Linked DNA regions of Mus musculus: all the other regions are linked to region 1. A link is a contact called in public Hi-C, HiChIP or PLAC-seq and promoter capture Hi-C data. All regions are on one chromosome and are shown on one strand. Each heading gives the region's core, a stretch centred on a gene start, on an enhancer-like site or on the middle of the called end of the contact. The rest is flanking DNA. Distances are from core to core; before and after follow the strand shown.

Region 1 (4,021 bases), core at 499-2,998:
TGTCCTTGTATAATCTCTCCCTATGGTTTATTTGTATACATTCTCTCTTTATATTAATGTTCTAAACTTACCTTTTGGGCATTTTCGGAGGCAGCAGAAATCTGAGCACATGACCTAGGTGCTTATATTTCAATCTAGTAAATTCTCTGTAAGGGTTTTAAAATGAGAAAACAAGAATGACCACTGCCAAAACCAAGCAGCAGATAGCTAAACATACCAAAACAATACTTTGTTTCAAAATTCCTGACTGTGCCACTATTGTCAAGGAGATACATTGTAAATTTTTATAAGTTCACCTAGAACACCAGAGATGTAACAAATACTATGTATCACTTCATAACAACTCCTGGTGTCCATCCACTTTTCTCACACAAACACACAAGAACACCCATAGTAAACTATATACTTTGTTTCCGGGGCTAATAGTGCTTTTATACAGTTCCTATACTGTTCCCATTCTTAAGCTACACACATTCACTTGTTCCAGGAAAACCAAATCCAATTATTTTCTTCAAAACCTGTAAGTTTCAGTCCTCCTGTTCACCTTCTGCTACTAAGTCATTATCAGTTAGGTAACTCTGAAGCTTTCCTGATGGAGGCATAGAGAGAAAAAAATGTACATGGGCAAAACAGTAAACTGTGGTTTAATTAAAAGCAGAATCATTCAGAATTAACAAGCAATTAACATGGAATTGAAGAATTCCTATGAGAGTATGTAAGGCGGGGAACTACAAAAAGGTCTCCAAGCCTCCGAGCAGAGTACATGACACAGTATACCAAAAGATAATGCAAAACACGGAAACGCTCTGATCAGGTCCCAGAAGACGTTTCTGGGCTAGAGAAGTTACTGGGGTGTTAAGGACCAGGCATGGGCAGTGCTTCTGGTTTTGCTAGGAAACTAGGATCTAAGAAAGCTTGCATTCCCAGGCAACCACCCTGGAAATAAAGCGTTACTTAATGAGGTAGGGGCCAGGAGTAAACAATGGGGGAAGGGAGGTCTGCCTCTTTACCTTTCAAGAGGATGCTGGTCCAAAGCACTCTGTTTATTGCTCCTCTGGTGGGTGGCCAGACCCCTTCTACTCGCGAGTGTCCTCCAGCAAGCTCAAACCTGGAAAACAGAAACCGATCAGTGGTGCAGTGATCCAGGGGCGAGGAGAGGGCTCTGAGGATGGGGGAGCTTAGCAAAGGCTGGAGGGTGGCAAGGGCAGGCAGGCTAGAGCAGGGCTTCTCCCCCAACCCCCACCCAGCCAGCCCCCTCCCCTCAAGGGAGGAAGAAACTGACTTTACCTGTGTCCTCAGTTGCAGCTCCTCTCTCTCCTTTCAGCCTCCTGCACATTCACCAACTTCTCCATTGAAGAAACACCCCAGGCAGGGCCGGACACCGTGTTCCTGATCCTCCTGGGTGCTTCACGGCCCCAACCCAGAGAGCATCCAGATAGTCGATCAGGCTGGGGGTGGCGGTCTTGGCCTCGGAGCAGCCTCCGGGAAGGGGCGCTGGGAGGAAGTGCCGGCTGGGTGGGGGGGGGGGGGGGCAGTCCCGGTCCAGGGGCTCAGACCAAGGGTCTGCCGCGCGCCGGGCCGGAGGCTTTCAGCTACCGAGGGACTCAAGAGGTCTGGGGACAGAGAGACCCTAAGTCATACCAGGTCCGAAGTGTCAGCAGCAGGGTGTCCCGACAGGGGGCTTTCGGGATGCACTTTGCACTGGGCCACCCCCGCCCCCTCCTTCCAGCACTTTGGGGTCACTGGGATGGGACCAAGCCTTCGACAGCCAATCAGCTGCCGCACTGGAGCCTGCGCTCCAAGCCGTAAACCAGATCCGCGGTGGGTGGGGGTTGGGGTAGGGGGTGGGGGCGACTTGGTTGGTTGGTTGCTTCCTTCTCCTCACACAGATGCCCCCACCCCCTGGCTGTCGTAAAGCTGCCCGCGGATTCGCGACAGTTAGAGGAGGCGGGCTAATAGAGGCTGGGACTTGTCTCCGATTGGTCGCTCTCCCTTCGTCCCCTCCGCTTCCCCGCAGCGGTTCTCCAGGCTCCACCCCCAGCCTGGAGACTCTAAGCGGTTGCTAAGAGACACTGTACTACGAATGGGGCTTCTACGCCTGCTGAGGGAGGGGCCGGCAAGGCCTTCCGTGGAGTACGGTGGCCTGGAGTAGGCAGCTGTGGGCACGAGTGGCCGGGCGATGGCTGCGTGGCCCGGCGGGATGGCAGCCAGGTAAGCAGGAGCCCAGGTTGAGCTGGGTGGCTGGAGCGACACGTGCGTGGCAGGCTGAGCGACGGGGGAGGCGACAGGGCCGAGAGCAGGCGATGAGGGCCCCTACTCGTCGTCGCTCTGCGGTGCTTCTTGGAAGCGAGTGGCGATGTTTGGTGCATCTGTCGGTCTCTGAGACCCGGTTAGCTTCCAGGCTGCCTCGCCCAGCCTGCGAGAGAGCACGCTCTTTGGGATCGCGAGGCTGGTTCAAGGGCTTGCCTGCGAGGATAGCGACCCTAGTGGTTTCTTGTGAATGAAAAGAGCCGGGGGAGGGGGGCGCAGAGTGGGCACATTGATACATTGTTTAAATGCATTGATTCTTTTAGCAAGTGTCTACTGGGTTGACACTACTCTAGTTGTTGGGGAGACTTTGTGAACTTTTCTTTCCTTTCTTTCTTTTCTTTCTTTTTTTTTCTTTTATCTTAACAAGAGAAGATGAAACTGCAGAATGATTAGGGAAAAAAAAAAACCCACAAAGTAATGGAATACAGTTTGACTAGGATGCGCTAGACTCTTAGATTGTGAGCCAGGTCTCCCAGAGAATGACATTTATGCTCTGTGAATGACAAAAAAAACTAGCCAACAAAGATCTGAGGGAAGGCCTTTACAAGCAGTTAATCTGAAGTGCAAAGCCTTTGGTACTTTAATAAGTTTAGGGGAACTGTGACTGAGTAAGGGGAAGAAAGATGGAAATGAGATTAGGGGGTGTGGGCAGACTGCAGATTTTGCAGGAATGTATAGGTCATGCCAGAATGATTCCCGTTTCTATGTTTTGCATTGATCACATAATAGAGAAAGCTGTTATGGGAATTGGATTCCTGGGGATGATGTAACCTATTGCGATATTTTGTTGCAGGTGGGAGTCAGTGTTCGATTTGCCTCTGGGTCTTTTTTTTTCTAGGCTGATACTCGTAGAAAAAGTATTCCTTTGATGTCTTCCACAGGAGTAACTTCTTTTTTTTTTTTTTTTTTTTTTTTGGGATTATTCAGACTTAAAAAGAGATTCTTTTTTTTTTATTTTTTTCATTTTTTATTAGGTATTTAGCTCATTTACATTTCCAATGCTATACCAAAAGTCCCCCATACCCACCCACCCCCACTCCCCTACCCACCCACTCCCCCTAGGAGTAACTTCTTATGTGGACAGACTAACTTCGCTAATTCCTAGAAAAGGTTATAAGTAAGAATAAGGGTTTGATGTGGTACCAAAACTGAAATATCTTGAAGACAATAATACTATGGCTTTGACAGGGAGTTTTGGGCTGGGCTGTCTATTCCTGACTTGAATATATACAAGAGTAGATAAAAGACAACGGAATATGATTTCCTCAGAAAAGGGGTTAGTGAAAGCCCAAGTTATCTTCTAATTGAAGAAGTCTTTGGGGGCCTCAGAGAAAGCATACAGATTATTAGCTTGTGGGCACAGAAGTAAAAAGACCCCAAAAGGCAGATCTTAAATGCCCTGCAAGGCCATGTGTTTTTGGAGTTTGGGACATCATCCTAAGAAAAATAGAAAGATTTTTCAGAATGTGGATGGGTGTATTGTAAGCCAAGATACAACTACTTAGGAAGGGATCTGTCCATGTCAAGGGTAGATAGAAATGGTTCACTGTAACTGATATGGACTGTAGTCACTGAGCTGAGGAGAGAGAGGTACAGGAAAAAGTGAGTTTGAAGGGCATGGAATGAGTTGAGTTGATGTTCAGGGATAAATGTTTATGGGTCTTCCCTCTCCAGGTGGAGTCCTGTAGGAGGCATGTGGGTTCTTCCTTAC
Region 2 (4,021 bases), core at 805-3,304, 1.0 Mb before region 1:
AAATGTATTTTCCCTGTCACTTAAGATATTAGTACTTCTAAGAACCCTAGGGCCACTTGTAGGGCTCTAATGAGTTCAACCTAAGAAGGAAAAGTGATTATTTGATATAAACAAAATTTTAATTTGTTGTGTTCTGAGACTAAATAGGAGAAGCTGGAGAAATTTGCAAGCTATCAAGACTCCAGAGACCTCAGTGATAAAATGGTGTCCATTCAAAGAGGGGAACACTAGCGAGAATTATCAGAAATCATGCTTTGTTTCTTTCTCAAAAGATGTGCTTCCAGCCTGGGGGCTGTAGCTTCGTGACCAGAGCATCCGCGTTGCATGTATGAGGCCTGAGCTCCATCCCCAGCAGCCACCACCTCTCACCCAACAATGACAGGAATAGGCTTTCAATAAAAGCCCATGGCCCTTTTGTAACATGGAGGGGAGATGTCTTATTTTCTAATACACACATCTCAGGTATTTTTATGGCTGCTTTACTAAAGTTCACACTGAAACTCATGCCCAAAGCTGGAATTGCTATTTCATTTAGTGTGCAATCATAAGAGAAGTACTAATATCCTGTTAGTGGCAAAGGACTATGAAACCTCAAAGAGATTTTGTACAATCTGTTATTTGCATTGTGAGTTAAGAGTTACAGTTTTAATGCTTCTAATCATAATTCATTATATTTATCTTTAGAAACACTAAAGTCCTAAATAAAATGCATCACATGGTGTTTCTAGAGCCTCGGTATGTTCCATTGTTGGACGCTTGCCTGGAGTTGAACCACTGCTTTCCTGGGGTGTTTCACTTGTATGTTGAATCGAGTATATTTCTGATTTTTTTTTTTTTAAATCAAGACTGGGTTTCACGATGTAGTTCTGGCTGGCCTAGAACTCACTGAGATTTGCCTGTCTGTGCCTCTGGACTGCATTTCTGATATATTTAAATTATTTTTATTTTGTGTGCATGGGTATTTTGTCTGTTGTCTGGGCACTGCAAGAGTGTCTTGTGCTTATAGAGGTCAGAAGAGGGTGCCAGATTCCTGGAACTGTAGTTCTGGGTGATTGTGAGCCGCAGGTGGGTGCAGGGAATCAAATCTAGGTCCTCTGGAAGAGCAGCCAGTGCTCCTAACTGCCGACTCAGCTCTCCAGACCCTGTAGTTCCGATTTCAACCTTATTGTCTTGGCACTTAATTAAAATACCGTTATGCCAAAGAGAAATTAGTTACAGATTTATTTCACTAGGTGCAGCAGAATTCAAATTAGATGCAGAGAAGCATCAGTCTTTGATATATTATTGATTCTCCTGAACATGAAGAGTGAAGCATCATAGATGAAACCAGTGTGAGGGTGTAGGGTGCGAATTGTAACCATTTTTAAAGCTAACATTTACTGCAGGATTGTTGTGCGCCGAACACCATTTCATGTACTTTTTCACTTATCAGATGTGCAAGTGGGAATTTGGGGACCCCAAAGTGCAAGTCAACAGAGAGAGACATACCAACAGCATGCTTCCTGAAGTATATGCCATAGAAACAACGTAGGTTGCAGAGAGCAGCTCCCCCTCCTCGAGGTTGCTCTCCTGGCCAGTTTGGGGTTGGACTCTGCTCCTACGTGAAAATTCCACACACTTGGCTCTTGTCCCAGGCCCTGAGACCTAACCTGTTTTTCCAGTCTCAGAGGAACTCTAAACTCCGCGTGTCCCCCAACAGGCTGTGGTAAAACCTAAGGCAGGAGCCCTGGGTCCTGGTGCATGGGACTCTTGGAGCTGCTTCCCTGGCTTCATGGGTCAGCGGAACTAAAATGGGCTAACCACATCGCATCACAACCGTTTCCCAGACTCCCAATGGAAAGAGAAGGGCATCTCTTCAAAGGCAGTGAGGGGCTATTCTGGTCCGAGCTACTTCCTGCTGCTGCGGGTCCCCAGTTTCATTCATTTCCCTTGGCCAACAGCACTCAGAGCACGGCGACAAGGAGACCACCCAACCTCCGAGCTGGGAAGCAATGACACCCGCCGGCGGCGCCCCGCAGCAGTGCGCCTGCGGGCCGCGCCCGGACACGCCCCCTTCGGCGCGCCCCCACCACAGCCCCGCCTCCTGGCCCGGAAGTGCGCACGCGCAGCGACAAAAATGGAGGCTGCGGCCGAGCCGCTGCGGTCTGTCCGCCACCTGTCCCGCGTGCTGCTTTTCCTGTCCCAGTGCTACATTCTGTCGGGAGATGGTGAGTTCAAGGCTGGGGGCCGCACCGGGTGAGCTGGTGGCAAGGGGGTCCCCGGAGCCGCAGGAGGCCGGCGACCGACGCCTGGGCGCCGCAGCCCGAGGCCGCAGCACTGCGCTCCAGCCCGCCCCGAAAACCGGTGTTCCCTGAGTCGGTAGCCCAGAACCCCAGTCGACCCCGTCATTTCCGTTTCTTGAGCCGTAGATGCCCAGTGCAGCCCCTACCTGTTAAGCACACAAACCAAGGGTATCCTATCCCATGATAACATGCCTTTCTAATTGTAGGATCCTTAAATTTAGAGCATTCGCAGCCGCTGGCTCAGGCAATAAAGGATCCGGGCCCAACACGTACATTCTCTGTAGTTCCCAGGGCAGCAGGTACTAGACGTTTTCTATTCTAGTAAATGTGCATATTTATAAGGAGTAGTTGCCCGCCCCCCTTTGTTTTCGATACAGGTTTCTTTAGTATAAGAAGTCGCCTTTTGGTTTTGGCTGTTAGATGTGGTGTTGTTTAGATATGTAAATTAAGGGCAGACAGCCGCTTTCAGTAGACAGTTTTGGTCTTTTTGAAATCTATGACTTACCTCTTCATCCAGCCTTACAGGACTCTTCGTTTCTGTTTATTTTTTATTTTCCACTCTCTTCCAGTTCTTTAGCCAGTACTGTTTTCCCTTGAGTTAAAAACCAACCAACCAAACACCGAACTCTACAATGCTTCCCTAATGTTATATGATGTGCTGGGTTAAGAAGGTTGGATAGATACCTGGAGGATAATCCGGGTGAGATCGGGCTTTGAGGGATCTTTGTTTCCTCACCTTTGCAGCCACTGTAGTTATCTTGATTTAAGGCCTTTTCAGCCTTGTGATTTGAACCTTCCAACCTCGGGCCACATGGAGATAGGAACAATAGTGGGAAATGGTATTTATAGCGTTAGCCACTTCATGTCACTTCCAAGTATTCCTGTTTTGCTAACTGTCCGCTAGCTCTTTAGGTTCATCTGTTTGGAGTCCTATTATTTCAGGGATTGGACTTGAAACTGGCAGAGGCATTTCACAGATTTTTATTTCGACGTATATACTAACACCAGTATTTTCTAGAATTGGAGGGCTGAGGGTGTTGTCATTTTTGTGGTGGGGGCGCGCCGAAGGGGGCGTGTCCGGGCTTCATTTTTCCATCAGTAACTTTTGCTGGAAAGGACATTGGATTGGATTTGGAGAGCTGTGTGTTCTGGTTCCAGTTCTGTCCAACATGTCCTCTGGTATTTTGCATAGACTCTGCCTTATCCAAGCTTTAGTTTGTCCTCTGTGCTAATAGCTCTTGGGTCTGACCTGGGCCCACATTGTCTCTCAATGAGCACTTATAGTTTTCATGGCCATGTGGGAAGCAGGAAGGAGAGACGTTTTACTAATCACACCAGTTAGCAGGTCACAGCCAGCTGGTGACAGAAACCCTCTTAGATTGCAGGTGTCACTGACCCCAACTCCAAGCTGTTTGCATTCTAGCACATGTGTCCTTGCTGATTGATCTCGCCACCATTGAAAATTGCCTTTCACTGTTCTTTTGCTCACCATCCGTAGAGAATCAGCTGTTCTCTCACCTCACAGAAAGTACTGAAATCCCTCCTTACATGACGAAGTGTCCAAGCAATGGTTTGTGTAGCAGACTTCCTGCAGACTGTATAGAATGTGCGACCAATGTCTCCTGCACTTACGGGAAGCCTGTCACGTTCGACTGCACAGTGAAGCCCTCTGTTACCTGTGTCGTAAGTATTGTAGTTCACTTTTCCCAACGGCATGCATCATAACATTAAAAGCGTAG
Region 3 (4,021 bases), core at 929-3,428, 930 kb after region 1:
TGTAAATACATCTAACACCAGCTGCTGGTGTGCACGGTACTGAAAACAGATTCCGGACACACAGAAACTATACAGTCAGGGTTACCTGGAGGTAGGAACTGTAGCTGGTTATTAGCTAATCGAAGATGACGCAACGCTCTCAGACCACCGATTTCTGGGCAAACGATCTCTAAGGCATTGTCACTGAGATCCAGACACTGGAGTTTCACGAGGGACCCGATGGCTTCAGGGAGAAAAGGAAGGGAGAAGCAGAATGAGTGTGACTCAGTGTTCCTAGGCGAACGCTTCGCTCTTGACTCTGTCTTTCACTCACAGGACTTGAAAATGAAGTTATTAAAGTGGAAAGCATCTCTTGAGATAAAATTAACTTAAGAACAAGTAAAAACATTAACACAATGGGGGAATGTGCGACTAAATAAAGAATTTGAAGATGAACCCAGCTGGGGTGGTCCTGGGAGGCTGAAGCAGGAGAGTAGTTTGAAGCCAGCAGGGAGACACAGGAGCCCACCTCAGATGGCATCACTAAGAGCAGGGTCTGGGAAGTGGCTCAGCTGCTTAAGTGCTTGTCTTGCCAGCAAGGAAACCTGAGCCCAGACCCTAAAACCCTACATTTAAAAAGCTCTGCAGCACATGCCTGTAACCAGAGCTGGGGACGCAGCAGCACATGCCTGCAACCAGAGCTGGGGGCGCAGAGAGGGTCTAGGTTGACCCTGCTTGGTGAGTACCAGACCAGGGGAGATTTCCCTCAAAAAAAAGACATCTGAGGAACAAGTTACAAAGTGGTCCTCTGCTACCCTCTTCCCACACACTCCCTCCCCACAACACCCCCCCATAAGAATTTTAAAGAATCTATTATTTTATATGTAACTAAATTCTTAGTTAATTGCACCAAGTACTTAGTTTACTATTTCCCAACAGCAGTTTGTCTAGTAATTTTCCTGGCCATTTATTGTCTTATTAGATGTCTCCATTTAATCTGTCTTAGCTGGACTTACATTTTAAAGCAAATAAATTGAAAGTCCTTTAAATTAAAATTCCCTAACTTACCAACCAAAATAGGTTTAAGGAGCTAGAGATAGAAAGACAGGGTCCGGGGCTCATCAAATTTTTATAAAGCAAAATATAAATGACACTGTTTTCAAACTAAGAATTATAAGTATGCTTACCTTCTGGAACCACAACTATGTTATTTGAGTGAAGGTACCTGTGACAAAAGGAGGGGAAAGTTGCTGTCATTATTCAGTATTTTGTCAGATAACCAGCTAATACAAGCTCTGTTTGAAAACTTATCAAATATAAGCAAAACTTCCAAAACACACAGACATAACAACAGCTAATGCTTTGAGAGTAATATGCTAAATAACAAATATTAAATATATCTTCTGATTTAGTCATTTTAAAATCATTAATATAAAAAAATCATAAGGTATTTAACCTCATTAAAAAATTTCTAGTTCCATAGGCTGGAGAGACGGCTCAGAGGTTACTCCAGATTCCCGTTCAATTCTCAGCAACACCATGTGATATTTTATAACCACCTTCAGTTAGATGTAAGGCCCTCTTTTGGTGTGCAAGCATACATGTAGGCAGAACACACTATATATAGTAAATAAATAAATCTTTTTTAAAATTACTAGTACATCTAGTTCATTAAATTATTTAGGTTTTCAGAAATATATTTACTGTGTAAAGAAAAATCAATACCTATTGTGTAAAAGGAAAGATCAGTTTTAGTTTCTAAACAGTAAAAGTGGACTGAAGACAATTCTAACTGGCTCAGCTAGCCATTAAGAGAGAGCACTTGTTCTTACAGGGTCCCAGCACCCACTTGGTGCCTCCTAACCGTCTATAATTCCAATTCCAGAAAACAAGCACCCTTTTCTTCACTACACAGGCCCTAGGTGTGCATATGGCACGTACATACTTGCAGGGAAAATACCCAAACAAAATAATCTTTAAAACAAAACAAACAGAAAACTCTTAAAGATGTCTCTAGTTGGCATGCTTACTGTAACCCAAGAATAGAGATTAGATGTTCACTAACGTCTCCGCAGAAATACTCAGATGCCAAGACACAGAAATCTGACTTCTCAGCAGCAGAAGTCTTCTTTAAAAAGACCTACAAGTCCAGGCTTGTCTAAGTCATCAACACTTTCCCACTGAAGCATCTTTGGCACACTCTGGTGGGGACTCCAGGTACCATCTGAAACTATATATATTCAGAGCTACATGCCATGACTGCCAGAGATCGTACAGTAAAAATAAAATCAGTAATAAAACTGATTTTCTTGTGAGGTAGGACAACTCGATTTTAGAACACTTGATTTCAAACCAGCCAATTTATTGTAGGTAAAAAAATAAATCCCCAAAGTATTTTAAAATATAACTTAGAAATTTTCTTTCATGTTTTGACTATCTTTAGTGAGTGCTAAAATGTCAGTAAGAACAGAATTATAAAAGCAGAAAAATTGTGAAGGCTTTTTTTATGCCGAATTAAACCAGTGCTGTACAGAATGTTAACCTGTGGGTTCTGAAATCAGCTAAGACCAGACACACTCAGATGTGAGATTTTTTTCTTCCAGGAAATACCTAAGGGCTTTTCACTAATGACTCTAAGGTTTGAAACCAGCTTTTCAAAAGATACTATGAAGAGAAGCGACCAGGCTGTCTGACAAGATCACATCCTCAGGAGAAGACAAGGAAAGCTGAGGAGAAACAAGCACCCCTGCCATGCCACTTGGCCACCAAGCATTCCCTCTCCTTCCTTCCATGTTCCATCACCACTGGCTGACAGAGGAGAGACCTGAGCCTAGAGTGTCTGCTCTTCTTGACAGTCAATCAAGCAACAAAGCCTTTTCTTTTGGCAAAAGCTGCAGTCATAGGACTGGCTTCTGTGTTTGCCAGGAAGTAAGCCTTCACTTGATAACTATGTGACACAATTTAACCAAGTGTGCACTCTAAAACTCATTCTTCACTCTGTGTATATGAATTGATTACACATTTTGAACTCAATACTTTGGAAACATTCTTTTTTTTTGGTTTTTCGAGACAGGGTTTCTCTGTATAGCCCTGGCTGTCCTGGAACTCACTTTGTAGACCAGGCTGGCCTCGAGCTCAGAAATCCGCCTGCCTCTGCCTCCCGAGTGCTGGGATTAAAGGCGTATGCCACCATGCCCAGCTCCTTTGGAAACATTCTTGTTCAAGGTCATTTGTGCCAAAAAACTGTAAATCAATGTGCAGGTACACTCACTACAGTATGTAAATATGAACAGATGCCATCACATAAAAATCACAAAAAAAAAAGAGTACCCATTATTATGACTGAAACTTAACAACACATTTTAATACACTAATGTGTCTATATTAAAATAAAGATGCTATATACCACTAGAGTGTTCCTGATCCTAACTACACATTGGAACTATCAGGGTCTCCAAAAGATCACTCATTTGTGCACTAAGTACAATGCAATCCCAATTCCACAAATCATTTTAGGAGACAACAAACTGAGAGTCCACGTGGAACAGGCAGCAAGCCCTTTCTTAGTAACTGGGTGACAGGTCCCCCAGAGCACCCCACTGCCTTTATTGAACCTTCATAGTCACATACAGTCACAAAAGAGCATGATGGCCCGTGTCTGGGGGACTAGAGGACGGATGTATGGAGCTAGTTTTCATATTTTGCTGAAATACGGCCAGAAATCAAATTCATACTAGTACACATACCACTTAAGGGTACAGTCACTTTGGCAAATGACTTGGTCTTTTTGTGTTATTTTATAATCAACTGAAACAAAGTGTTATTCACTATGTTAACATCAATGTTTTAGTGTTGACAAATGTCCCATGGAACTCATGTTAACCCAGGGGAAACGGGGTGAGGGGTATACCAGAACAGCCTGTGCTATCTTTACAACTTCCCTGTAACCATGAAACATACACTACAGTAAAAAGCTCTCTTCTTAATTGAAGGAACAGGACTTCCACTTCTAGACATAATGAGTAACAGGGACCAGACTGAC
Region 4 (4,021 bases), core at 622-3,121, 890 kb before region 1:
CTGTGGGCTGGAATCCTAGACTGAATCAAAAGGAGAAGGTTAGCTGAGCACCAGCAGCCATGCCTTCCCATTTCCTGACCCCAGATGCATGCAACAAGCCACCCTAAGGTCCTACTGCCCTGACTTCCCGGAACGACACCCTTAAATTCTGAGCCAAAATAAATCCCTGTTCCCCTCAGGTGTTGTTTGTTTGTTTGTTTTGGGTTTGGTCAGGTATTTTATCACAGCAATGGGGAAAAACAGCTAAGCAACAACCAGACCTGGTTTCTATTTGAACCCCTGATTCTACTTGATAATGGAGAACTCCTGTCAGCCAGGGCTTAGTTGCATCCTCTGTTCTGATCAGTTCCGAAGGGCACGGCAGGGATACAGTGGTCCTGTGAGTGTGTCTGGTCACTCATCCGAGCATGAGGACGGCCACTGCTTCAGGAAGATGAGTTGCCACCATGCCACTTCAAGGAAAGGGTCATTTGTGTTCCGTGCCTGAAATTCAGACCATGATAAAAACCCCTTCCAGATTTGCCGTCTCCAACGCTTGAATACACCAAGCACCCCCATGCTGCCCTCTTGGGCATGCTGCTGAATTTTGATTGATGTGTCCAATTCTAGGACAACTGAGCCCATCAGGGTGCTGAAGAGGGGACAGCAGAAGGAGCACCAGGGTAGGCTGTGTGTTAAATGAGCAAGCCATGACAGACAAGCCAAGCACTGTGCAGGGGCATGCCTGCTAGGATTGAATAAGCTTTTAGCCAGGGAAGGATACAACCCTTAAACAGCAAAGCAAGGACACCCCTGGCTATGTCCACCAGGTCTCCTAACTGCAAAGCAGTCTGGTTACCATCCAGGAGGGAACATGATAAGAGGATTCAAAGTGGCCTGTCTGTAACTGACTACTGAATGGCTTCAAGAAAGAGACGCCCCCCCCCCCCCACCATGTTACAGTACTACTCTGAAGCTAGAAACGTTTGCCTACTAAGAAAACACAACACCTTGCCTTGGTGAGTTCAAAAGAAAAGAGGACTTCTTCAGTTCACTGTCGCAAAGACCCAAGGACGAGAGACTGTATTGAGTGGTGGCTTTCTGCTGGCAGAGTCCCAAGCAGCAAGGGATCTCCCCCCAAAAGGCAAGGGCCATGCATGCTTCAGTCCAGTGAAGGCCTCACTGCTGGCTACACTGTGTCTGCCCTCTAACACTTACTTCACAATGGGGACAAAATTCCAACCTGAGTTGGGAGGTAGAGGAAGTTGTGTTGAAACCGTAGCAACAATCAAAATAAAAAAAAAAAAAAGTTCACATGACTAATTGATGACTCAGTGGCCGTGGATGTCTCTAGATCCCATTGGCCAGCATTTAGCTAAACTAGAACCTTAGCCGATCATTTCATGTTCCTTAGTCATAATCTCTTCAACGTTCCTTCAGATTTCTAGTATCCAGAGCTACTCAGTGAACAGAAAAAGTTTAATGACTATGGTTTTAGTACTCTAGACAGCGTGTGCCAACTGTCCTGAGAAGGAATGAATGTGTGTGTGTGTGTGTGTGTGTGTGTGTGTGTGTGTGTGTGTGTGTGTGAAATCACGTACTAAATATCTACCCAAACTTTAGCTCTTATATACTAGATTTTATTTTATTTTAACAGATATTGTTGTGCAGGCCCCAGTTCTTCTCTAGCTTTTCCAGAGCGCGCCTCCCTGCTCCATCTTTCTCTTCTCTTGACCAGGTGTGCAAACAATTAGAAGGGCTCAATAGGTCAGGGCCATCTGTGGTTTTTACCAGTTGGCAGTGGCATGCGGGGAGGAGGCCAGGGTTGTGGGTCTAGGGTTGGGCAACTTTGTAACAAACATATTAGATGATGCAACGGGGCACAGGCTTCTGAAAGGCACACGTGGTCTCAACTGTGGCACCTTGGAAACAGCCTACGAACTCAAAGGTGACGTTTTTTTCCCTTGGGCTTGAGCTGGGCTTTCTGGTAGAGTGCAGCCGAGGAGTAAGTTGGATCTGTGTGGGGTTTTAACTAATGTGCCCAAGTAAGTTGGGAAGTGGTTGTCATAGCAGCAGGGTAGCCATGAGACTTGAGGCAGTTGTAGGTAAAAGCCAAGCTCATGGAGGTAGATGCTGTAATGAACAAAGGGCCTATCTATCTACCAACCCTGCAAACAGGCTAGCTTATTAATTATAGACAGCCCAGTCTGGTGTCCCAGGAGGCCCCGGTGTGAATTGAGGGACATAGCAAGCCAGTTTGGGATCCAGTTCCTCTGCTCATCAGCACCTGGCTTCATGCATGGTGTCTGCCCAGGAGGGTGGATGAGGCCAGGATAGCCTGGCCAGGGTCTGCAGGAGTGAGGGCTGATGATCTTGCCAGCAGCCACCTCCCAGGCCCAGCTGCAGGGCTGGGCTTCCTGAAAACTGTGAGTCTGGAGCAAGACAGCTGACCCCTGCCTGCCTGTTTACAGTTTTCACAGGGCTCTGGGGACAGCTGTGGCCTCCCCACCCCTGTGGCCTCATGGTGGTGATGTGGGGGGGGCCCTACTGGAGCGGCTGGGATTTAGGAACATCATCAGCTGTTCAAGAGCTACAGTCTCCCCATAGCTTTCAGCAAATAGTGGGTGTTAGTTCATATCTCCTGTAAACAGTTGTATTCTCGGTGGCTGCCCGGCTCCGGTTAAATATTAACAAAGAACGGCCCCCATGGCCACTCCTGGGGTGTCTGTTTTAAATATTTAAGTAATTGCTCTTTCCCGTCCCTGAATGACATTTTGGCTAAATTTTCTGTAACTGCTGTTGTTCCTCTGGTTATTAAATTGTGTAAAATGCCCACCCCTTCCTCTCTCCCTTCCTCTCTTCTCCCTCCCTCTGTAAACAGCTGTCTCATTCACCGCCAGTCAAAACACCCTGGGACATCCTGGGGCCCAGAGTATCCTGCAAGGCTCATGTGTGACCTCCTGGGAAGCAGGTGGCTATTGAGCTTGGCAGTCTCTCCCCAGGATGCGGCAGAGGGGCTCACCTTGGTGCGCCAAGAAGAGCAGCTGAGCTGTGCTGAGTTGGGTCTGTCTCCATCCAGTATTTGTGGTAACCACAGGCTTCGGGATAGTCTGCTTCTACCTGGGCACAGCTGTGGAAACTTCCTCGGGCCTTAGATTTTGCATCGTTAGGGATCCGCACCCAGGCAGGTTAGTTCCTCCTTCCCAGGTAAGGCATGGGATGGCTGTGCCACTGAAGCCTTGTCTTAAGAGCTAGGTTCTTTCTCTCCTTTCCTTTCCACTCCATGGAAGGAGCGGGGGGGGGGGGGGGGGGTAGAAGGACGAGGGTGACCTTTTTCCTGCTTGGGTCAAAGAAGTCTAGCTCTAATTTATGAGACTCCAAGACAACCTTGCATTTCTGAAGAGCTAGTGAGATCACCTGAAGAATAAACTAATTTAAAGTCACTTCCACTTACCCCAAAGACTACCATGCAGATCTTAGCATCGAATGAATTCCATCCTTAATATTTTAAAGACCTTTTAGTACTTAAAAAACAAAATAAAGGGGTGATTCCAATACTATAATTCCTGGTAGGGCACCAGGGTGGACCCTCGGGACACTTCCTGTTGGAGGAGCCTGATGTAGCACTAGAGTCTCATGGGAAGTCGTGAGTCCCCAGATGCATGGCATCTCTGCATTCTCACTTTCCTCCTTTCTACATGGAGGAAATAGTAGTTCTGACTTCAGAATTGTTAAGATCGACAACTTGGACTTCGTGAGTGATACAACGTGCCTGCACAGTACTGCCTCAACCAATGAGCTAGCTACTGCTGAAACTAACCAGGAGGGAATGCTGAGGGAGAGCATGAGTCAGTCCCCAGGCCACCCTGTGGCCCAGAGACAGAGTCATTAGTTGTTGGGACGTTTGAAAGCAGGATTGCCAGCCAGAAGTCAAATGGACATGTAGGGGCTGAAGAGGGGTCAGTGCCTGCAGCTCTGCGCATGTCAGAGCGATGCAGCTCTGCGCATGTCAGAGGGAAGCTCAGGGATAGCGCCTCATCCC
Region 5 (4,021 bases), core at 631-3,130, 560 kb before region 1:
GGCTGCAGTTATGAACCCCATCCTTCTTAGGATGGTTGGTAACTTGGACATACTTTCCCCAAATCACCTTGCCTCCTTGTGTGACAAGGCCCAACTCGCTCACGTTCACTTCAGTAACTGGGCCTTTGGTGATCACACCCAGTGTTGTATATAATGGGGATGATGGATTCTTTTTCACACTGAGAATAGGCAGGCAAAAGGTAGCTTTCAGCTCAGGGTGTGTGACATGGGCTCTTTTGAAACATAGACCCATTGGCCTAATGAACGTTTCATATTTAGGTGGTTTTCTTGTCAAACCATCACCAACAAAGCATTCTTTTCCGTGCCTTCTGTTTTCTTTTTCCTGTTCAAATAATTTCCAGTACTTCTGTTTCTCCTTGGGCATGAACTTTGGGTAGAGGGACCTCCCATTTTCCCACCTTTTCTTTTCGTTTCTGCTTAATCATGTTGGAAAGGACTTTTGCTCTCTACTACCCCTCTCTGTCCAGCAGATAGGCAGGGACGCTCCCTGTGGGGTCTTCTCACCATCCTTCTGCTTGGTGTTTCTCTTTTTATGCATCTTAATAGTCTTTTTCATTTGTATTTTCTCAGTATGGTGTTTATGATAGAGTTCAGCCTTCAGGCCAGTCTTCTTTGAACACTCATGGGCCTCCCAACCTTCTTTCTTTCTCATGGTAGTCCAAACAGTATCCATATCGTTTGCGGTGCAATTCAATATATTCATTTTGTGGCATGATGACAGCTGCTGAGCGGCTATCCGTGACCGCCCGGGTTCCAAAAACCTCTTAATTTCTGGTGTTAGTGGTCCACGAGCCTGCTTCATTCCCTTCATGTAATTTTTAAATTTTAAGTTAACAAAGGTACATTTTAAATTCTAAGTATGATCTGAGGGAGTCTTTTAATCTCCATGAGCCTTGCTGTCTCTGCCTGCCTCCATTATCTGGTGGTTGTTCACTATGCCAGGGGAGATCTCTTTTCTCATTAAATTTTGCAGTGAAGAAAGCTGTCTAAGTTATTGTTCTATTTTTGTGAAGAGATAACATGACCAAGCAGTTTATAAAGAAAGCATTTAATGGGGCTCTTGATGACAGTTTCAGAGGGTGAATCCATGGACAAAAGGCTGGGAGCACACAGTCATGGTTCTGGAGCAGCAGCTGAGAGCATCCTGCACAGGCAATGTGCAGACAGAGAAAAACTGGGCCTGTCGTGAGCTTTTGAAGCCTCATAGCTGACCCCCAATGCCATTTCTCCTCCAACAAGGCCACATTTTCCAGTCTTTCCCAAATAGTTCCATTAACTAGCAGCCAAGCAATCAAACTTGGCCTATAGGGGAGCCATGGTTCTTTAAACCAGCACAAAAGCCATTTGAGGATTTCATGCTGTGTTAAGTAGACTACAGCCAGCAGTGTCTCTGCATTTCCCCATCCTTAATTAAATGTTATGACCATAACATTCTTCTCTGTGTGAAAATACGTAACGCTTTGTATGTGTTGGAATGCTTTGTCTAAGACTGGCCTAAAAGTGCTGCTCCTTCTGCCCCCACAGTGCAGGCGTTACATGTGTAAACCACCATGCCCAACACTTTTATGTGTGGGTAGAGGTCAGGGTCTCACTCTGTGGTGTATGCTGGCCTGGAACTCTCAGAATGCAGGCATTGACTACCATTCCCACACAGCTCAGGGCTTTTCTTGAGAATTAAAAAAATAATTGTGTCTTGATGTAGTCATCAATATCTTATAGGTGCTACTGAATAGAGTCAGTATCTTGAGGTAGATAGAGCAAGAACTTTGATTTAGGGAGAGTGCCAAATTGTAGGTGTAGAGTGGGGTCTACAGCTCTAGGACGTGAGAGACTGAGGGGTGATTTCTTACCCATCAGGAAGTAATCTGATGTGGTCAGAATACCTGTGACTGATATTGTGGGCACTCAGACGTTTGTAAATACTCTTATTGGTTCAGATGACTTGATAAACAAGCACCTCTCTGTGGTGTTTTCCCCTCTGCCTCGGGAGCCTAACAGCAGCCACAGGCGGCTCTCCCCAGGAATGTAGGGCAGGCAGGCAGGAATGTCCCTACTGCTTTGCAGTTCTTTAAATGCCTTATGATGACACTGGTTTTCCTAGATTTTCCTGGCTGGCCCTTCCTTGCTTGTGCCAGAGGTTCCTCCCTTCTGTGAGTTGCCTGTTTGTAGTTTTGGCCCATGTTTCAGATGTTGGTCTTAAGAGTTTTGTTCAAGTGCTTTGTTCTCAACACAGTATCTTCTGGACTGTGTGCTTTGCCTTTTTGCCTTCACTGAATTATAGAATTTTTAAAAATTGACCAGTTGTGAGTCTAACTCTAGCATAACCTTTCTTTGATGGATTGTGCTTTTTATTTATTTATTTTTATTAATGTGAGTGGGTGTTTACCTTCATTTATGGCTGTGTGTTCATAATGTGTGTGGACATAGTGTGTATGTCCATTGCCCATGGAGGCCAGAGAGGAGGGCTGGGTCCCCTAGAAAAGGAGCTGCCATCTGGGTGCAGGAACTGAACCTGTGTCATCTGGAAGAGCAAGCAGTCAAAGCTCTTAGTGACTTCTTAGTATTTTAAGAAATTGTTCCTTCTTTGGGTCACACAGATTTTATCCTGCATTTTTCTGCTTGTTTGAAAAATTTCCCTTCTTCATTCGTATTTTAAGAAATACATACAAGGGCCATTTACCATTGGATCAGCCTGCCTGATACCTGCACCCATCCCCCATCGCTAAGAAATTCCATGTTCTACAGTCAGGCAGGATTAATCCTTAAACTTCCTGTAAGATAATTATGTTAAGCTTTGAGTCTTGGAAGATATTTATTTTGCTCTATTATAAGCCTAGCCAGAGGAGTAATTTTTTAAAAACTTGCCTTGAAGTAGAAATAATTCCTCAGGTAATAGCTGTGTAATTAAAATGACTCATGAGGAATAGTTGTCAAAGCCAAAACTCAGATTTATTTCTAAGCTTATTTTTTGATTATTGCTGGGACTTATTAATAAATGCCTTTAAGCACATGTTTTTAAATGATTTTAGTTTCACAGAAGCTTAAATTCTGGTTAGAACTGGTGCCTTTCATGTAGAGTAAAAACTGTTACCTCAAATTACTCAAGGGTTTGTGAGACATGGTGTTGAAGCATTGGAAAAGTGATTTTGTGTGTGTTTGGTTTTTTTGTTTGTTTGATTTTTTTTTGTTTTTCATGTAACCCTAGCTGTTCTGGAGCTGTATATACCAGGCTGGCCTTGAACTCAGAGACTCTGAGGTCTATCTCCCAAGTGCTATGACTAAAGGCATGTGCCACCAGTGCCAGTCAGCTGCCCCCCTTTAAACTTTTCATTGAATCTTTGTGAATCAGTTTGCACCGACCCATCTCCCTGTCCCTTTGTATCTTCTCTCCACCCTTGCAAGCTCCCCCCCCCCAAAAAAAAACCCCTGAAAACATCTCTCCATGTAAGCTGTATTGTGTTACTGTGTGTCACACAGTATACTCTTTTGCCTAAACATCTTTCCTTGCAGATGTCCATTGCAGTGAGTCATTGGTCTGGTATGCTGCTACACTATCAATACTGGGTCTTTACTGGGACTTCTCTCAGATATCCTGTGGTTGCTCTGTGCTGTGGAGATCCTGTAACTTTGGATCTGCAAGACCTCCCCTTCACGTGTTTCAGCAGTTTCTAGATGGGTACATGTTAGGGTGAGCCAACTCCAAGCCCTGGATCAGGGACCTACCTAGATGGTAGCTGAGTAAGTCAGCCCCACCAGCTTTCCTGCATCCACACTACCAGGGCAAGCTCTCCAGTACTGCCCTGACTAGACCTGCAAATGCAGGTTCCCATAGATGCCAGCAGAGGGTATTGGATCCACCAAGAACTGGGGTTATAGGCAGTTGTGAGCCACTCAGTGTAGGTACAAGGAACTGAAGTCCAATCCTCTACAAGACCAGTAAATGCTTAGTCCACTTTTAGTCTTGGAGTGCAGTTCTGAAGAAAATCCATGCCTCTGTCTC
Region 6 (4,021 bases), core at 500-2,999, 550 kb after region 1:
TTTTTATTAGATATTTTCTTCATTTACAATTCAAATGCTATCCCAAAAGTCCCCTATACCCTCCCAACCCCCTGCCCTGCCCTCCAACCCACCCACTCCCACTTCCTGGCCCTGGCATTACCCTGTACTGAGGCATATAAAGTTTGCACGACCAAGGGGCCTCTCTTCCCAATGATGTCCGACTAGGCCATTTTCTGCTACACATGCAGCTAGAGACACGAGCTCAGGGTGTACTGGTTAGTTCATATTGTTGTTCCACCTATAGGGCTGCAGACCCCTTCAGCTCCTTGGGTACTTTCTCTAGATCCTCCATTGGGGGCCCTGTTTTCCATCCAATAGCTGACTGTGAGCATCCACTTCTGTATTTGCCAGGCACTGGCATAGCCTCACAAGAGACAGCTATATTAGGGTCATGTCAGCAAAATCTTGCTGGCATATGCAATAGTGTCTGCATTTGGTGGCTGATTATGGTATGGATGCCCCGGGTGGGGCAGTCGCAGTCTCTGGATGCTCCTTCCTTCCTTCCGTCTCAGCTCCAAACTTTGTCTCTGTAACTCCTTCCATGGGTGTTTATGAAGTTGTAAAGAGTGTGATTGACTACACTTTTTAGCGATCTTTCTTATCTTCATGATTTCTACATTTCAACACACTCAGAAACTATCTCTGAGATTCTGCAGTTAAGTGTCATTTTAAGGAAGGCAAAGTCACACAGTGTCACACATTGGTATGACAGGTGGAGAAACAGTTCAGGCTCAGCACTGAGTCAACAATTTCAATGAGTTTTTGAGGGAGAGACTTAATCTGGTCTCAAATAAAACTAGGTAAAAATAGTGTTCAGATGGTTCTGTGTAGGCTATCCCTACTCTGGGCTTTTTAGAGTTGCATCTTCATGGCAACTTCTTGGTATGACTTCAAAGACTGTAGAAATAATGACCCTCCATACTTGGTCTGCCCACCAGCTAGATCCCTGCAAGCAGTGTGTTCCGTGAGTAAGTGACTTTCAGAACCACTAGAGGGCAACACAGTGATAGATAATTAAAGCATTTAGGACAATAATTTAAGGGTAAAGAGCAGGGTCTAGTAAAAGATGAATTATTTCAGTTTGAACCATAATGCAACCATTAGTGGCATCCTTAACTCAAGAATTTCCCCCCAAAGATATTCATTGTATAATCTAGCATCACATTTATAGCTAATCAGTGAGTATATTTCATATACCAATCCAAAAATGAGCAAGCACAGAACAAATAAAAGATCATCTCTTATTTTAAGGATAAAGAACAAAGAAACTTATTTGAAAAGAAACTGTTAAAAACACACCAGCATGCATAAACATGTCATCATAAGGAAATGAAAATAGTGGGTGCCTTTACACCCCATGCTCACATGCACTCCTAACCCCTGCCCATGCTAACACTGGAACACTCACAAGTTTTTATTCCCTTTAAATCGGAGTCATCTAATTAGACTTGGAATGCATATGATGACATCTGTTGAGTTTGGGTTTTAGTTCCCAACATAGAGGTAAGTTATTTTTAGTCAAGTTTTTTTTCCACAGGAAAAAAACAACATAAAATATGTTTTGGATAAACAGGTAAGAGCTGCTTTTAAAGACTCAAACATTCCTCGTAAGAAGCAAATGTGTGTGTGTTCAATCACAGCCACTTCTTTTTGTAAACAGGGAACCCCCTTGTGGTTCCGACTGCCTCATGCAGGATGAGATAATCAACTCTGAAAAAGGTGACCTCACCAAAAATGATGTAATCTTTTTGAAAGAAAGAAACATAACACAAGATTCTGTGTTACGATCTCAGGGACTCTGAGGGTGAAGTCATTTTCTAAAAACACTTTAATAATTTCGAAAGCCACATAAGGTATTTTGTGTACTTCCTTAGCAAAAAAAGCTTAAGTATCTTGTGTTCATGGATAGCTATTGTTTTTACAAGTTACTTCAATATGTCTTCTCCTTTACCCATCAAATAAAAGGGACCAATATATACAGCAATAAACATAAACATAACTAGGATCAGTAGTGCCAGTAGGTGGATTTCTTGATTAAAAAATGTTTGGATAGTGGAAAACAAATAGAAAAATATCTTTGTAACAAAGGAACAAAGGTTAAATAAGAACATTTAAAATAATTAGTACTATTTATATATTTTTCAACTCTGTTCAAGCAGGAAACCACACTCACCAACTCCAATTCCTCTTCCTCCGACTGTACTCAGCACATAAGAGGGATAAGAGAGTTAACTAAGACTGTTGGAACTTGCAACAAGATCTTTCTTTAGAAAAACATGGCATTTGGATTCTAGTAGCTGTTTGCAACTTTACAGAGGTTCTATACATATCAAACGATGCATATAGTACTTGCCTCTACATTATAGTTGCTTTTTCAAAATAAAGGAAAATTCTTTTAAATTCTCTAGCCAATGATTTAAAGCCCCATCCTGTCCCTTAATCCCACCTCCTCTTACATGGGTCTCTCCTACACACAGCATTGCTTCTGAGACACTTCCAAGTTTAACACTGTGCACATATACATTTAATCCCTGCATAGCTACCCCATCTGGCCAGACAGTTTGTATACATGCCTGTCTACTACCAGACTCTATTGTTAGAAAACTGCTGTGTGTTTTATTTTCCCAGTGGCCAACACATTATAAGACACAGTAAGTGTTTACTAATAAATGCTATAGTTTTGAGTAATAATATATGTTTACCATTTGCAAATAACAGTGTTCCCATGAATAAAACTATCTTAGTGGGGTAAAGCCTTGCATATGACAAAGAAGAGACTGGAAGGGAACTGTTAAACTTTAAAAACAGTAAAAATGAATAAGACAGGTTTTCTCCTTTTAAGTGGTTATGAAATACTTCTATGCTAGAAACAGTCTGCTCATTGATATTTCCTATTTCACTTGAGTAAGTCAAGTTTCTTCCAATTTGTGAAGTGTCCTAAGCCTCACTGGTTTCTCTGCAAATGAATAAACTGATCATTTACTCAACAAAACAAGCACTCAGCGTACAAGTAGGCAAATATAGTTCAGCTGCTCACTTAAACATATCATTTTGTTATCTCCAATTTACAAGACAGATGTCAAAATAATATCAAACTCTTGCTGTATGTAAAATACAGTGTAACTTTACAGAGATAAGGGTATAAATAGCTTATATGACAGTTTTAATTTTCCATGGGGTTCATGGTTTTGTCTTTTTTTTCTGTGACTAGATATGATTTTATTAAGCAGTTTTCAAAGTCCCAAGTAGTTGGGTCTTTCTAACACACATTTCAGTGCCTTAAGTGACTTTGTTTTTTTTTTTTTAAAGAAAGCTCCTAGCAGGTACTGCCTACCTGCAAGGTGCTCAAGGAGCCACTTTAGTGGCTGCTCTTTTCAGGCATACTTCTTTGTTATACACATTTGTGTTTTAACTATCTTACTCCACAGCACTCAGAGAGCTCCTCTACACATCTTACCCGGCTTTCTGAGGTTAACACCCCCCAAAAACTGTTGAGGCTAGGAATTCCATTTGTAAAGCTTTGCACCTCACTTAGATCCCACCAGCCTTGGTGGGCTGAAGGACGGGCATTGCTGAAAGAATACCCGACTGCACGTGTATTCTTTTTGTTTTACTCTTAGTGGTGTTATGCCAGTTACCTTAACTAAGGTAACGTCCTCCAGGATTCTCCACTCTAAAAGCACAATTTCCCCTTTATAAATAACACATGTTTGGGTACAGGAAACTTGATAGTGTGTAAGTGGTTCACTTTAGATGTTTGCCATTACCTGCAGCATTTACTTACTGACGTGCTTAGAACAGTTAGGGCCCTACTATGCTATTATAAAGCTGTTTCCTAATCTTTTGTTTTGTTTTGTTTTGAAGACAGAGCTTCTCTGTGTTCTCCTGGAACTGGACCAAACTTTTTAGACCAAGCTGGCCCTGACCCTGAGTTCAAGATCTGCCTGCCTCTGCTTCCTGAGTGCTGGGATTAAAGGCGTGCTTTAAGGTCCAGCTTTAC

Evidence for each region. Promoter capture Hi-C pulls out the DNA fragments that hold promoters and counts their contacts. A called contact is a pair of places that touch in the nucleus more often than the background predicts. HiChIP or PLAC-seq counts read pairs in DNA pulled down with a chosen protein or histone mark.
Region 2: a contact with region 1 is called in a promoter capture Hi-C map of pre-B cells, with 11 times the contacts expected there. The contact joins the promoter of Tm2d3 here to the promoter of Asb7 in region 1. A contact is called at or near these places in 8 of 39 promoter capture datasets (the C10 cell line, the HPC-7 cell line, cranial neural crest and 4 more), 1 of 15 datasets of contacts at CTCF or cohesin (large pre-B cells), 4 of 484 Hi-C or Micro-C datasets (B cells, CD4 T cells, muscle stem cells and 1 more), 3 of 115 datasets of contacts at active chromatin or transcription factors (astrocytes, bone marrow-derived macrophages and large pre-B cells) and 2 of 9 other capture datasets (embryonic stem cells and liver).
Region 3: a contact with region 1 is called in a Hi-C map of cortical neurons, with 5 times the contacts expected there. The contact joins the enhancer-like site here to the promoter of Asb7 in region 1. A contact is called at or near these places in 11 of 39 promoter capture datasets (the 3T3-L1 cell line, the HPC-7 cell line, the SN4741 cell line and 8 more), 3 of 15 datasets of contacts at CTCF or cohesin (the NIH/3T3 cell line, embryonic stem cells and large pre-B cells), 14 of 484 Hi-C or Micro-C datasets (the Ba/F3 cell line, DN3 thymocytes, bone marrow-derived macrophages and 8 more) and 18 of 115 datasets of contacts at active chromatin or transcription factors (the 230-238 cell line, T-cell acute lymphoblastic leukemia, bone marrow-derived macrophages and 13 more).
Region 4: a promoter capture Hi-C map of liver shows a contact between it and region 1, with 3 times the contacts expected there. The contact joins the promoter of 1810008I18Rik here to the promoter of Asb7 in region 1.
Region 5: an H3K4me3 HiChIP or PLAC-seq map of stem cell-derived neural progenitor cells shows a contact between it and region 1, with 16 read pairs. The contact joins the enhancer-like site here to the promoter of Asb7 in region 1. A contact is called at or near these places in 11 of 39 promoter capture datasets (the C10 cell line, the HPC-7 cell line, the SN4741 cell line and 7 more), 1 of 484 Hi-C or Micro-C datasets (CD4 T cells), 14 of 115 datasets of contacts at active chromatin or transcription factors (the 230-238 cell line, the SCID.adh cell line, bone marrow-derived macrophages and 11 more) and 3 of 9 other capture datasets (adipose tissue, liver and macrophages).
Region 6: an H3K4me3 HiChIP or PLAC-seq map of forebrain shows a contact between it and region 1, with 6 times the contacts expected there. The contact joins the enhancer-like site here to the promoter of Asb7 in region 1. A contact is called at or near these places in 4 of 39 promoter capture datasets (the 3T3-L1 cell line, cranial neural crest, hematopoietic stem and progenitor cells and 1 more) and 11 of 115 datasets of contacts at active chromatin or transcription factors (the 230-238 cell line, the NIH/3T3 cell line, bone marrow-derived macrophages and 8 more).

Annotation. Positions count from the first base shown.
Region 1 is chr7:66,687,813-66,691,833 of GRCm38.p6, forward strand. It overlaps Asb7 (ankyrin repeat and SOCS box-containing 7), which reads right to left and starts at 1,749. Exons shown (of 6, transcript NM_080443.2): 1 at 1,288-1,749; 2 at 1,011-1,108. Lins1 (lines homolog 1) reads left to right here and starts at 2,077. Exons shown (of 8, transcript NM_152815.2): 1 at 2,077-2,211.
Region 2 is chr7:65,691,363-65,695,383 of GRCm38.p6, forward strand. Tm2d3 (TM2 domain containing 3) reads left to right here and starts at 2,055. Exons shown (of 5, transcript NM_026795.3): 1 at 2,055-2,207; 2 at 3,781-3,965. The coding sequence starts at 2,117. It overlaps Gm33234 (a long non-coding RNA gene), which reads right to left and starts at 2,080. Exons shown (of 2, transcript XR_391545.3): 1 at 1,489-2,080. Tarsl2 (threonyl-tRNA synthetase-like 2) reads left to right here. Exons shown (of 19, transcript NM_172310.2): 19 at 1-731.
Region 3 is chr7:67,617,908-67,621,928 of GRCm38.p6, forward strand. It overlaps Lrrc28 (leucine rich repeat containing 28), which reads right to left. Exons shown (of 10, transcript NM_175124.5): 4 at 1,167-1,204; 5 at 86-223. Among named protein-coding and RNA genes, the nearest start is that of Lrrc28, 25 kb to the right of the region's middle. Within about 2 kb of position 2,179, at least 37 of the 459 cell types and tissues checked have an H3K27ac peak or open chromatin away from gene starts, as enhancers often do. A contact at or near this core is called in the Ba/F3 cell line, bone marrow-derived macrophages, cortical neurons and 3 more, where this site is marked.
Region 4 is chr7:65,801,166-65,805,186 of GRCm38.p6, forward strand. 1810008I18Rik (RIKEN cDNA 1810008I18 gene) reads left to right here and starts at 1,872. Exons shown (of 3, transcript NR_167723.1): 1 at 1,872-1,984; 2 at 2,861-3,167. It overlaps Gm51485 (a long non-coding RNA gene), which reads right to left and starts at 1,185. Exons shown (of 3, transcript XR_003946789.1): 1 at 990-1,185; 2 at 261-483.
Region 5 is chr7:66,126,966-66,130,986 of GRCm38.p6, forward strand. The region is part of intron 2 of Chsy1 (chondroitin sulfate synthase 1); the gene reads left to right. It also overlaps the pseudogene Gm18988. Among named protein-coding and RNA genes, the nearest start is that of Chsy1, 19 kb to the left of the region's middle. Within about 2 kb of position 1,881, at least 27 of the 459 cell types and tissues checked have an H3K27ac peak or open chromatin away from gene starts, as enhancers often do. A contact at or near this core is called in stem cell-derived neural progenitor cells, where this site is marked.
Region 6 is chr7:67,242,327-67,246,347 of GRCm38.p6, forward strand. All of the region lies in intron 8 of Mef2a (myocyte enhancer factor 2A), which reads right to left. Among named protein-coding and RNA genes, the nearest start is that of Lysmd4, 22 kb to the left of the region's middle. Within about 2 kb of position 1,750, at least 83 of the 459 cell types and tissues checked have an H3K27ac peak or open chromatin away from gene starts, as enhancers often do. A contact at or near this core is called in bone marrow-derived macrophages, forebrain and microglia, where this site is marked.